Linked DNA regions of Bos taurus: region 1 is linked to region 2. The links are chromatin contacts, called in public Hi-C maps. All regions are on one chromosome and are shown on one strand. The core of a region is the stretch at or near the end of the contact, and the rest is flanking DNA. Distances in the headings are between cores, read along the strand shown. Region 1 holds the start of MERTK (MER proto-oncogene, tyrosine kinase). Region 2 overlaps MERTK (MER proto-oncogene, tyrosine kinase).

Evidence for each region. Hi-C and Micro-C count contacts between places; a contact is called where the count stands out from the background.
Region 1: a Hi-C map of liver shows a contact between it and region 2, with 2.5 times the contacts expected there. The contact joins the promoter of MERTK here to the enhancer-like site in region 2. A contact is called at or near these places in 2 of 11 Hi-C or Micro-C datasets (liver and skeletal muscle).

The regions. Positions count from the first base shown.
Region 1 is chr11:515,094-520,916 of ARS-UCD2.0, forward strand. It overlaps MERTK (MER proto-oncogene, tyrosine kinase), which reads right to left and starts at 1,393. Exons shown (of 19, transcript NM_001192024.2): 1 at 1,222-1,393. The coding sequence starts at 1,282.
Region 2 is chr11:463,019-469,305 of ARS-UCD2.0, forward strand. The region is part of intron 2 of MERTK (MER proto-oncogene, tyrosine kinase); the gene reads right to left. Among named protein-coding and RNA genes, the nearest start is that of MERTK, 50 kb to the right of the region's middle. Within about 2 kb of position 4,358, at least 17 of the 102 cell types and tissues checked have an H3K27ac peak or open chromatin away from gene starts, as enhancers often do. A contact at or near this core is called in liver, where this site is marked.

The DNA.
Region 1 (5,823 bases), core at 143-2,642, 49 kb after region 2:
CACTTCAGTCATGTCCGACTCTGTGCGACCCCATAGACGGCAGCCCACCAGGCTCCTCCATCCCTGCGATTCTCCAGGCAAGAACACTGGAGTGGGTTGCCATTTCCTTCTCCAATGCATGAAAAGTGAAAAGTGAAAATGAAGTCGTTCAGTCGTGTCCGACCCTCAGCGACCCCATGGACTGCAGCCTTCCAGGAGCTCTGTCCATGGGATTTTCCAGGCAAGAGTACTGGAGTGGGGTACCATTGCCTTCAGCATAAAGCCTGGTTAAGTTTCTTCCAGCTTCCTTAAGAAATACTTCAGAGGTTAAACTTCTAACCCGTTCGTTAATCAGCGACCCTCCGAACAAACTGCGGATACAGAATGGAACCATGAAACCTGCCTTCCTGTGCCTCCACTTACCAATCCAGTATCTTATGTTGGAATGCCTAGCAGTGCAGACGGAGAAGGCAATGGCACCCCACTCCAGTACTCTTGCCTGGAAAATCCCATGGACGGAGGAGCCTGGTAGGCTGCAGGCCATGGGGTCTCACAGAGTAGGACACGACTGAAGTGACTTAGCAGCAGCAGCAGCAGCGCAGAGGTAATACGCCTAGACGCTGACCAAGCACGTTAGATCCTGTTCAGCAATAATAGGGGTAAAAACAGCGCGTCCTCTTTTTCTGGCCCCCCACCCACTCACAGGGCGTCGCTGCTAAAGTAGCCCCTGAAGGCCCGGGGGTTCGGGGGGGCAGCCCGACTAGTCCCTCCCGATCGCGCTTTGGCCTTGGTGCATCGCTGCACCGGGACTGCGACCTCAACTCCCGCAGCCTGCGGGTCTCTAGTCCCCCAGAGTGGAGATGGGGTCTGCCTGCGGCTCCCAGAACTCCCGCCAGCAACTGGGGTCCAACCACACAGCCACTTCCAGTGAAAAGTTTTTGTGGCGCATTTCCCTCCGCCGAAAATTTTAGGACTTGCAGCGCAACCGGCCGAGCTCGGTTTCCCTCTCCGCGGTCGCTGTGGGCCCTCGGCGCCCACTCCTCCCCGGCTCCGCCGGGACACGCGCCCACTACCCAGCCAGGATGCCAGAACGGTGGGTACGCGGGAGCCCTGCACCTCAGCACCTGGCCCCTCTGGGGCGCGGGGAGGGGTCTGCAAGCTTGCCAGCAGCCGGGTGCGCCCCGATTGGCGCGCTCCCTCCTCGGAGCTCCCAGGCGCGAATCCCCAGCCCCTTGCACTCACCTCGCGTCCAGAGCGCGGAGAGGAAAAGCCACGGCAGGAACAGCAGCACAGCCCGCCCCATACCGAGATCGCAGGTCTGAAAAGTCTCTTCGGACCGACGGATAGATGGACGTCCGGAACCTGCCGCGTCGCCGGCCTAGAGCGAGCGAAAACAGCCCAGTCCCGGAGACCCCAGCAACCCGCTCCGAAGGCGCAGAGCGGAGCCGCGGTCGAAGGCGCCGAGAGCCGGAGCGGGGCGGACGGGGGGCCGAGTCTGAGCCGACCCAGCCAGTCGGGGAAGGGGAGGGGGCGGGAAGGCGGCGGGGAGAGGCGGGCGGCGGAGGGGGTGGAAAGGGGGCCGGACCCAAGGGGCGGAGAGGGGCGGGCCGCGGGGTGGGGTTGAGCCTGGGCGCGGGGGCGGGGGTTGAAAGCTAGGGGAGGGAGGTGAGGACCGTAAAGTGGAGGAGAGATTGGAGGTCTGGGGAGGAGAAAGTGCCCCCGGCCTCCCGGGGATCCAGATGTCCGACGAGTGCAGGTAGGAGGGACAGAGAGTAAGTTGGGGAGGAGCGTAGGGTGCCCGAGGCTGCCAGCAGACTTAAGACAAGGTGCCTGTGGCTTGGAGGCTGAGGCAGTCCCGCAATCGCGGCTCAGCAGACATAAAACCCAGGCAGCAACTCTCCCAGAGGCAGAGGCCACCTTGGCTGCGCTCCCGGCCGAGCGCCTTCCCGGGCCGAAGGTGTGAGGCAGTCCTGGAGTCTCAGAGCTCACCGCCTCCCGGGACGAACGTTTTGCTGTGCCCCCTTGTGGAGTCCAAGAGAGGTGATGCTCGTGGAGGGCGATGAACACCTACGAAGTGGGAAGAGGCGCCCCCCCACCCCCACCCCCCAGCGAAAAAAGTGTGGCGGGGCCAAGAGGGCCGTCGCAGAGAAAGTTAACCGTGAAAGAAATGTCAGCCACTTGTACTAATAACTGAAAGGATAACTTAACATTTTATATATAGATATGCACGCATACCGGTGGTGCCAGTGCAGGAGAGGTAAGAGACATGAGTTCGATCCCCGGGTGGGGAAGATCTCCCGGAGGCGGGCATGGCAACCCACACCCTTGTATGGGTTGTATTCTTGCCTGGAGAATCCCCATGGACAGAGAAGCCTGGCAGGTTACAGTCCATGGGGTCGCTTAGGGTCACACAGAGTCGGACGCGGCTGAAGCAACTCAGCATGCACCCACACACACGCACACATACTATCTTTAAGGCAACATCTTTAGAATTAATGTATTTTAATGAGATCCTTTGACAACATGAATCAATAATGTCATTCCTCTGCTAAAAACCGGACAGTGATTCCCACTTTCTCTCTGCATGAAAGCCAGAGTCCTGCCTTGTGGCCTACAGGGGAATACATGACCTGATCCCCTCTCCTCTCTGACCTCATCTCCTTACTCCACTTCCATTTATGCTGCTTTCTGGTCCAGAGTCCCTGACCCCAGTCGGGCTGGTCAAGTGGCCTAGATTTGGCTGTAAGGAGGCAACCAGTCCAAATGGATTTAGATCCATTGTTACTTAACTGACAGCAAAATCAGCATGATGTCAGCTACTGGCATCCCTAGTCCCATAGGATGACACCCAGCCAGAGGGGTGGACATGAGCAGTGGGTAGCTTCCCTGATGAGCAGCCAACTCTAAAGTACAGCCGAGCAGTTTCATTGATTTTCACAGGTGACTGCTGCTGTGTTGTTGGGTGCGGGGAGGGGGGCCTGGTGAGGAGGGGTGGAAACTCACTCACATGCCCAGCTGAAAGTCTGGAGAAGGAAGAGAAACAGGCGGGCTGTGAGATAGGGATATGAAAATGCCTCCAACCTCTGCTCACCAGCCTCACCTCCCCCTGCCCCAGGAGGAATCATGGGACAGTTTCCCAAGACCTGGGTAGAATTGAGTCAAGCCTCACCTGCACACCTACATGGAGATGTGCAGGGTTGCCAGGGCATCTCAGCAGACCCCTGTTCTCCTGCGGTGTCCTTGCTGCTGCTCATATACACCAGACTCTCTTCCATCCCAGGGTTTTGCACCAACTGTTTCCTCTGCTTGGAATGCTCTTCTGATAAACTCACACCCTCTTAGTTAATTCTCCGCCTTCAAGTCTTTGCTATGCTTCACATTCTTGATGAGGCTTTTGTTGTTGTTCAGTCGCTAAGCCAGGTCTAACTCTTTGCAACCCCATGGACTGCAGCATGCCAGACTTCCCTGTCCTTCACTATCTCACGGAGTTTGCTCAGACTTATGTCCATTGAGTTGGTGATGCCATCCAACCATCTCATCCTCTGCCACCCTCTTCTCCTCTTGCCTTCAGTCTTTCTTAGCATCAGGGTCTTTTCCAATGAGTTGGCTCTTCACATCAGGCGGCCAAGCTATTAGAGCTTCAGCTTCAGCATCCATCATTCCAATGAATATTCAGGGTTGATTTCCTTTAGGATTGATGGGTTTCATCTCCTTACAGTCCAAGGGACTCTCAAGAGTCTTCTCCATCACCACAATTTGAAAGTATCAATTCTTTGGTGCTCAGCCTTCTTTATGGTCCACCTCTCACATTTATACATGACTCCTGGAAAAACCATAGCTCTGACTATATGGACCTTTGTTGGCTGAGTGATGACTCTGCTTTTTAATACACTGTTGATGAGTAGGCTTACCTAGTATAAAACTGTCTAGTTATCTATTCCTGTGTGATATACCACGCCAGACACAGCATGGGTAAATCACAGCTGCTGTGTTAGATTCACAGATTGTGTGGGTAAGAGATTTAGACAGGGTACAAAGAAGATGGGTTGTCTTACCTCTTCCATCTCTGCTGAAATATTGGGTTCAATGACTGTGGACTAGAAACATCTGGAACAGGGATCAGCAAACTATAGCTGGTGGGCCTCTTGCCTGTGTTTGCAAATCAGGATTATTGGAACACAGCCATGCAGTGTGTGTTATTCATGGCTGCTCCTGTGCTGTCACAGCAGAGTCAAATAGCTGCGACAGAGATCAGAGGCCACAAGGCCACGTGATCTGGCCCTTTACAGAAGTTGGTCAATCCCTGATCCTCACATAGCGGGTACTTACACTGCAATGACTCTAAAGTCCAGGGCTGCAGATCAGAGCATCTCAATGAGGCTTCCCTACGATGGCCTAGGTGTAGTTGGAAGTCCTACAAGGAAACTCTAGGCTCCAAGAGTGACCATTCCTTCCAGTGACCAAGATAGGAGCTGCATAGCCTTTCAAAACCTAGCCTCAGAGGTCACCTGACTCCACTAAGCCAGACTCTCTGGGTGGATGGTGGATACAGTCACAACCCCACCCTCCTGGGAAAGAGCCATAACCCCCACCTCTTGATGATGGAAGTGTCAGAGGAGTTGTTTTAAAACTTCCACAGACATCAACACTAGCTAAAATGTAGGTTACTGACTATCATATTTTTTTTTTTTCTAATTTTTTTGCTGTGCCACGTGGCATGCAGGATCTTAGTTCCCCAAGCAGACTGAGCTCATGCCTCCTGCAGTGGGAGCTGCTGCTGCTGCTGCTAAGTCGCTTCAGTCGTGTCTGACTCTGTGCGACCCCATAGACGGCAGCCCACCAGGCTCCGCCATCCCTGGGATTCTCCAGGCAAGAACACTGGAGTGGGTTGCCATTTCCTTCTCCAGTGCATCAAAGTGAAAAGTGAAAGTGAAGTTGCTCAGTCATGTCCGACTCGTCGCTACCCCATGGACTGCAGCCTACCAGGCTCCTCCGTCCATGGGATTTTCCAGGCAAGAGTGCTGGAGTGGGTTGCCATCACCTTCTCTGTGGCAGTGGGAACACAGTATCTTAACCACTGAACCACCAGGGAAGTTCTGATTCTACCATTTTAATTTTATACTTGCCATGCCTCTGAATGTTATTGAATGTTAATGTCCTAATTATAAAGATATGTGATGGGAAATGTTAGTTTTTTAAAAAATAGATCCCATATTATACAACTATTTTCATCCTTATAGGATGTAGCCCAAAAGGCTACATTTGTGCAACTTTAGCAGGGTGACACCAACCTGGAACTCATACTCCAGTGTCCACACTCTCTCCTATATCTGGTGGGGCTCTGCACATTGCAAGGTGGAGCCCCTACTTTTATTATGTAAGAAAGAACATGGCCCATAGCAGTGTTCATCCAGGGGCTGGGGAAGACAGCCCCCGCTGAGTCAAGTGTAGAAGGGCTGTGTCTTACATTAAGTGGCACTGTGAACAGTCTGGTCATCAAGCATGTTCAGGATATCAGCAATGAGGTACAAGACTAACAACTGAGGTCCTCAGGGGAGCAGGCCAAACTGCACATGAAAAATGTAAAGACGGCCCTAGTGTATTTTTTTGTTTGTTTTATTAAAATATAGTTGATTTGCAAAATTGTCTTCATTTTTGCTGTAAAGTGACTCAATTATGCACATATATATTCTCTTTCATATTCTTTTCCATTATAGCTTATCACAGGATACTGAATATAGTTCAATATGGGCTATACAGTAGGACTCTGTTGTTTGTATCTCCTATATACAATATTTGTATCCATTAATCCCAAACTCCCAATCCTTCCCTTCCCCCACCCTC
Region 2 (6,287 bases), core at 3,108-5,607:
GTAGACCAGAAAGAAAAATACCAATACAGTATACTAACGCATATATATGGAATTTAGAAAGATGGTAACGATAACCCTGTATGCGAGACAGCAAGAGAGACACAGATGTATAGAACAGTCTTTTGGACTCTGTGGGAGAGGGGGTGGGGGGTGATTTGGGAGAATGGCATCGAAACATGTATAATATCATATAAGAAACAAATCACCAGTCCAGGTTCGATGCAGGATACAGGATGCTTGGGGCTGGTGCACTGGTATGACCCAGAGGGATGGTACAGGGAGGGAGGTGGGAGGCGGGGTTCAGGATGGGGAACACGTGTACACCTGTGGTGGATTCATGTTGATGTATGGCAAAACCAATACAATATTGTAAGGTAATTAGCCTCCAATTAAAATAAATAAATTTAAATTTTAAAAAATGTTATAAACTTAAACAAAAAAAAGAGAGAAACACAAAGATATTTCATTGATGACCTTTCAAGTTTCTACTACAGGAATCAACATTCTTCAGCTTCTTTGTCTTTCACTGTGATGATTAACCGTGTATGTCAACAAGGCTAGGTTGTGGCACCTCGATATTTAGTCAATCATTACTCTAGATGCAGATAATTTTCTGTGAAGGTATTTTTCAGATGTAATTCATATTCAGGTTAGTAGACTCAGAGTAATTCAGATTATCCTCTATTGCTTGAGTGGGTCTCATTTAGTCACTTAAATATCTTATGAGCATAGACTGAGGTCCTCTGAGGAACAAGGAATTCTGCCTCCAAACTGTCTTTGGAACTCAAGGCTATAACATCAGCTCTCCCCTGGGTCTCCCACTGACACTCCACAGATTTCAGATTGGGCAGCACCCATAATCACCTGATGCTGGGACAGATTGAGGGCAGGAGGAGAAGAGGGCGGCAGAGGATGAGATGGTTGGATGGCATCACCAATTCAACAGACATAAGTTTGAGCAAACTCCGGGAGACAGTGAAGGACAGGGAAGCCTGGTGTGCTGCAGAGTCCATGGGGTCACAGAGTCAGACATGACTGAGCGACTGAGCAACAACAATTACATTAGGGGTTTCCCTAGTGGCTCAGTGGTAAAGACTCCACCTGCCAGTGAAGGAGATGTGGATCTGATCCCTGGGTTGAGAAGACCCCCTACAGGAGGAAATGTCAACCCACTCCAGCATTCTTGCCTGGGAAATCCCATGGACAGAGCAGCCCCGTGGGCTACAGTCCATGGGGTCACAAGTCAGACATGACTTCAACAACAATGACAGCAACAGTGACATTAAATCTTTAAAATGACATCAATCTTTAAAATAATTTTTTTTTGCTCTCTCTCTTTTCACATGTGTATAGCCTATTGGTTCTGTTTCTCCTAAGAACACTGCCTAACGCCTGTGTGCTCACTTGACTGGATTTCTGCGGCAGGCTCTACACCGGGGTTCTCCACAGCAGAGTACAACCTCTCAAGGCATTTTGCAAATCTGTGGGACTGTCCTGGATGGTCACATAACTAGGGGCCAACATGGCTTTCACGGGTCAGAGGCAACTTTTCCACAACCCAAAGGACCTTCAGAGACTGGAACCTAACCCCATCGTACACACACAAAGTATTTTGCCTGGTGTTAATATCCATTTCATTGCCCAGGACCATGAACATGGTAGGCTAGTATCTCCTCGTCCTGTTTTGAACTTGGCAGTGACTCGGTCATCATCTGAAGGATCACAGAAGCATCTCTCTGTCTGCAGTGGCCGTGTGCATGGTGCAAGTCGCTGTGGACTTTATTACCTCTCCTGGTGTGGCCACGCCCAGTATTTACACATTCACGTTCATACTATTTAATTCTCAGTCACCTTCCTTTTGTTTTCCTCATATTACAGTGTAAACACGGTACGTTATTAAATATCTGATATAAACAGGAGGCCTTGGCTCAAAAGGTTCAGAGTCCTGCTTGTCAATTTCTCAACATGTTTACAAACAGGGAGGTATACCACAGACGTGACACCTGCTCTTAGCTGGGGCAGGAAGGGATGAGAGAGTACGGAACACTCCGAAATACTCTCAGATGCTCCCCGAAAGAGGACACCTTTATTAGTCCCACAGCACTGGTTTCTTCTCTGTGCATCAAACACAACCAAGCAGACTGTGATAGAGGAAAAAGGGAAAAAAAGAAAAACGTGGAGAGGTCCACTTGGCTTCCTAGCAGCTTGCTCCTCGATGCAACTTATTTGTGGAAGTGTTAGTCGCTCAGTCGTGTCTAACTCTTTACAATCCTATGGACTCTAGCCCACCAGGCTCCTCTCTGTCCACGGAATTCTCCAAGCAAGAATACTGGAGTGGGTTGCCATTCCCTTCTCCAGGGGAATCTTCCAAACCCAGGGATTGAACCCAAGCCTCCCGCAGGCAGATTCTTTACCGTCTGAGCCACCAGGAAAGCCAAGCTTTAGGGAAGGGGCTTTACATCAGAGTGCCTAGAGGTCACCAGAAGAAGATGGAAAGAGACCTCACAGGACAAAGATCTCCAAATAAGGGGCTAGCGGACCCTCCCTGAGAATGTGTTGGGATGTCATGGTTTACCAGAAGGGGATGAAGAACGAGGAAGAGGAGCAGGCGTGCTGCTCGTGCGGGTAACAACCAGGGGCTGGAGAGTGCACAGAATCTGCTTCTGGCAGATTCTGTATGCTGATCAATCTAGCCTTCTTTGTAGTTCTAAGGGAAACCAAGGTCATGGCTACTGAAAAGAGGAGCATTTCCACTCATTTCACAAGTTCACCTTGAAAGACGCATCATTTTCTTGCAGGAAAACCTAGGGAGGAGCTGAACAGAGTGGACGATGAGACCCAAGACTCAGTGAGCCAGGAACCAGAGGGGAAGTGACAGCCAGAGAGGAAGGCAGGCCACAGCTCCAGTGAGGCTGCACCCAGGCCAAGGGTGCACAGCCCACCAGGACCCGAGAAATCAGCAGGCGCAGACAACCATGGAGCGGCACACGCGGGCAGCAGGAATCGGACTGCACAGAAAGTCTAGGCGTGTCTTCAACCAGCCAGCAAGGAAAATTCAGAGTAGGAGAAGAGCAGAAAACAAAACTCCATAAATATTTGGTCACTTTCTATTTTTTTTTAAAAGAAAGAAATACAAAAAAGAATCAATAAAGCCTTGCCTGAAAACAAACAAACTCTTGGTCTTTACTCATTTGCTTTAGGCAGGGTTTAGCAGCATCTGGTGAGAAGGACTATTTGTGTCTGCATTAATTACCAAATCCGGATTCATCTTACCTATAGCACAGGAACGGTTTTTCACAAATAATTCTACATTTAGTTTTATAGACATCACATAAAGGCTCCCGGGATGAAGGCAGGGTGCGGCTGGGACTCGAGATGGGGAAGTGGTTCCCCGTCTCCTCCCTTTCCCCAGCAGAAACAGCAGGAAAGGCTCAGCTCGCAGAATAGCAATCTAGACATCCCGACGACTGAGCAAGGAATTCCAGAAAGAACACAGAGAGGGGAGGGGGAGGATATGATTCAAGAAAATGCCCAGAACTGGAGATATGGATCTTTCCAAACCTGACCATTAGGCTGGGCAGCACAGCAAGAGAGAAAAGACCCACCAAGGGGCTTCACCAAGCCCCTTAGACATGTCACACATCTAAGATAAAGCGGAGACCCCCAAAAGCTTCCAGAGAAAGAAAAAGCAGGTAATTTATGAGTGAATCAGAACAGCATCATGCTTCTCAAGAACAACTCTCGGAGCAAAAAGATGACAGCAGGAAATTGTTTTCCTTTTACATTCTGTATCTGGTCAAACTGTCTTTTGGTGAGAGTAGGAAAAAATATGGCATTTTCAGATATTCAAGAGCCCAGAAAGCAAGTGGAGGGGGTGGGCTTCATGTAGAGTGAGGGAGTAAACCAGGAAGAGGGGAAGCTAGGCTCTGAGAGACAGGAGCTAGAAATCAGGAGGAATGAGGCTCCCAACAGCAAGAACAAAGATGACTCAGCCAGACCCCAGGCCTGGAGGGCAACGTGTGGGCTGGAGAGAAAGGAACGGCTCCAGGTCTGGCACCTCCAAGGAAAACACTCCAGTCCTGAGAATTGTGTCATTTTGAGAGGACATGCCTATTTTCCTTTTGAACGTGGAGGAGAATGAGCAATCAAAAATTAAGTGAACTAACAGGCAGGCAAGGAAACTATTAAATTCAGGAAGATCAAAAAGCTCGACAAGAAGGCCAATGTAATTACAGGTTGACGACATGATTTGGCTAAAAATAGCATTTCCACAGCCACAGAAATTGTGAACACTGGGTACTGATTTAACCACGGCCATGAGTAATACTCTATTAGATTAACACACCATGCTGGGGCCTGGCACGGGTACGCATGCACACCACACACCCACACACACCCACATACACACACACACACACACACACACACACACACACACAGGACTCGTGGATTGAATATCTCTGGGAAGCTACCCAATCAGTGGGTCACCTCTGCTCCCCATCGGGAAAGCACTGGGGGCTGGAGTGGGAGAGACAGACTACTTTACCATGTGCAGGCACTTTTAAATAAAGGCTTAAGAATTCCAACAGATTTTGGTCAAACAACTGAACAGGGGAAGACCAAAGAAACCATAGACTCAGACCCATGTCTAGACAGGAACCATCTGGAGAGAGCCAAGGTGAAGAAGGGGGAGTTGAAGGGGGACTGGCAGCTGCAAAACCTCATCCCCACCAGGATCCCCTCAGCTAACATAGCCCCAGAACATCCTACAAGGACACTCATCTCTCTGGCCTTCAGACCTGTTACAACTTGGCTGACCTGCTCACACATGGCTTGTGGTAGTGTGGTAGTTTAGCTGATAAGCTGTGTCAGACTCTTTTGTGATCCCATGGACTGTAGCCCACCAGGCTCCTCTGTCCTTGGGATTTCCCGGGCAAGAATACTGGAGTGGGTTGACATGCCCTCCTCCAGCGGATCTTCCCGGATCTGGATCAAGCCCGGGACTCCTGCATTGGCAGGCAGATTCTTTACCATCTGAGTCACATATATGTGGAGTGTATACAAATCTCTCCATCTCTCTGTGCTTCTGTTCCTTCTCAGAAATGGAGGGTCTAACACCCACCTCTACATCATGTATGGCACCTACGGGAAATCTGGAACTCAATAAATATTTGGTCACTTAAAAAAAAGAAAGAAAGAAATACAAAAAGGGACCAATATTAGTTGACTCCTCTTGAATACCTAGAGTGGTTAAATTCATAGAGAAAAAATGTGGAATAGAGGTTGCTGAGGGCTGGAGGGGATGGGCAGTGGGGAGTTAGTGTTCATGGGTATCAAGTTTCAGTTTGAGATGATGAAAGAGTTCTGGAGATGGATGATGGTGATAGTTGCATAAAAATGTGAATGTACTCAAGGTCACTGACCTGGATATTCAAAAAGGTTAAAACAGTGTTTTACTTTACGTATGCATGCGTGCCTAGTAGCTAAGTCATGCCTGACTCTTTGTGACCCCATGGAATGTAGCCTGCCAGGTTCCTCTGTCCATGGGATTTCCCAGGCAAGAATAAACTGGAGTGGGTTGCCATTTCCTCCTCTAGCGGATCATCCAAATCCAGGGATCGAACCCATATTAGCAGGTGGATTATTTTACCACTGAACCACCCGGGAAGCCCATGTTATATGTATGTTACAACGATCAAAAACAAACAAACAAAGAAACATTAAAAATGAAAGAAAAAAAACTAAAAATAAGAATACAAAAGCATTCTATTTAACCAGCCGTCATTGAAATGGTGCTGACAGGATTCCACGGATAAACCGAGTTCAGGAATCTGGTAAAAAATTTGACCTGAAAAGAAGTCTGAATTGAATATAAAGTGTCTGAAAGTCTCAGCAATCTGTGGCTAAAAATAGCTTTCCCAACTGATGGCTTGGTTGAACAAATGATATTCTTCCTTTCTATATGTTTGGCTGATGTCTCACGTATGATTCCATCTTTGGGGTCACCAAAAGCAGCAGGATAAAGAGCAACCAGCGATGGCATCAGGCAGACCCAGCTGGGGCAGGGCAGGGCAAGGGTCTTGGCTCTCAGAGCCTGCAGGGGCCGACCAACACACGTCTCTCGGGCACAAGCAGCACGCAGGAACCCAAACTACCCGTTTACCATGTTTACCAGGAAAATGCACTAAGAAGGTAAAATCCGTCCAGCTTGAGCCACTGGGAAGGATGCCAGAATTTAAAGAGCATTGGGAACTCTTAGACTACAAAGAAAACAAATATCGAACACT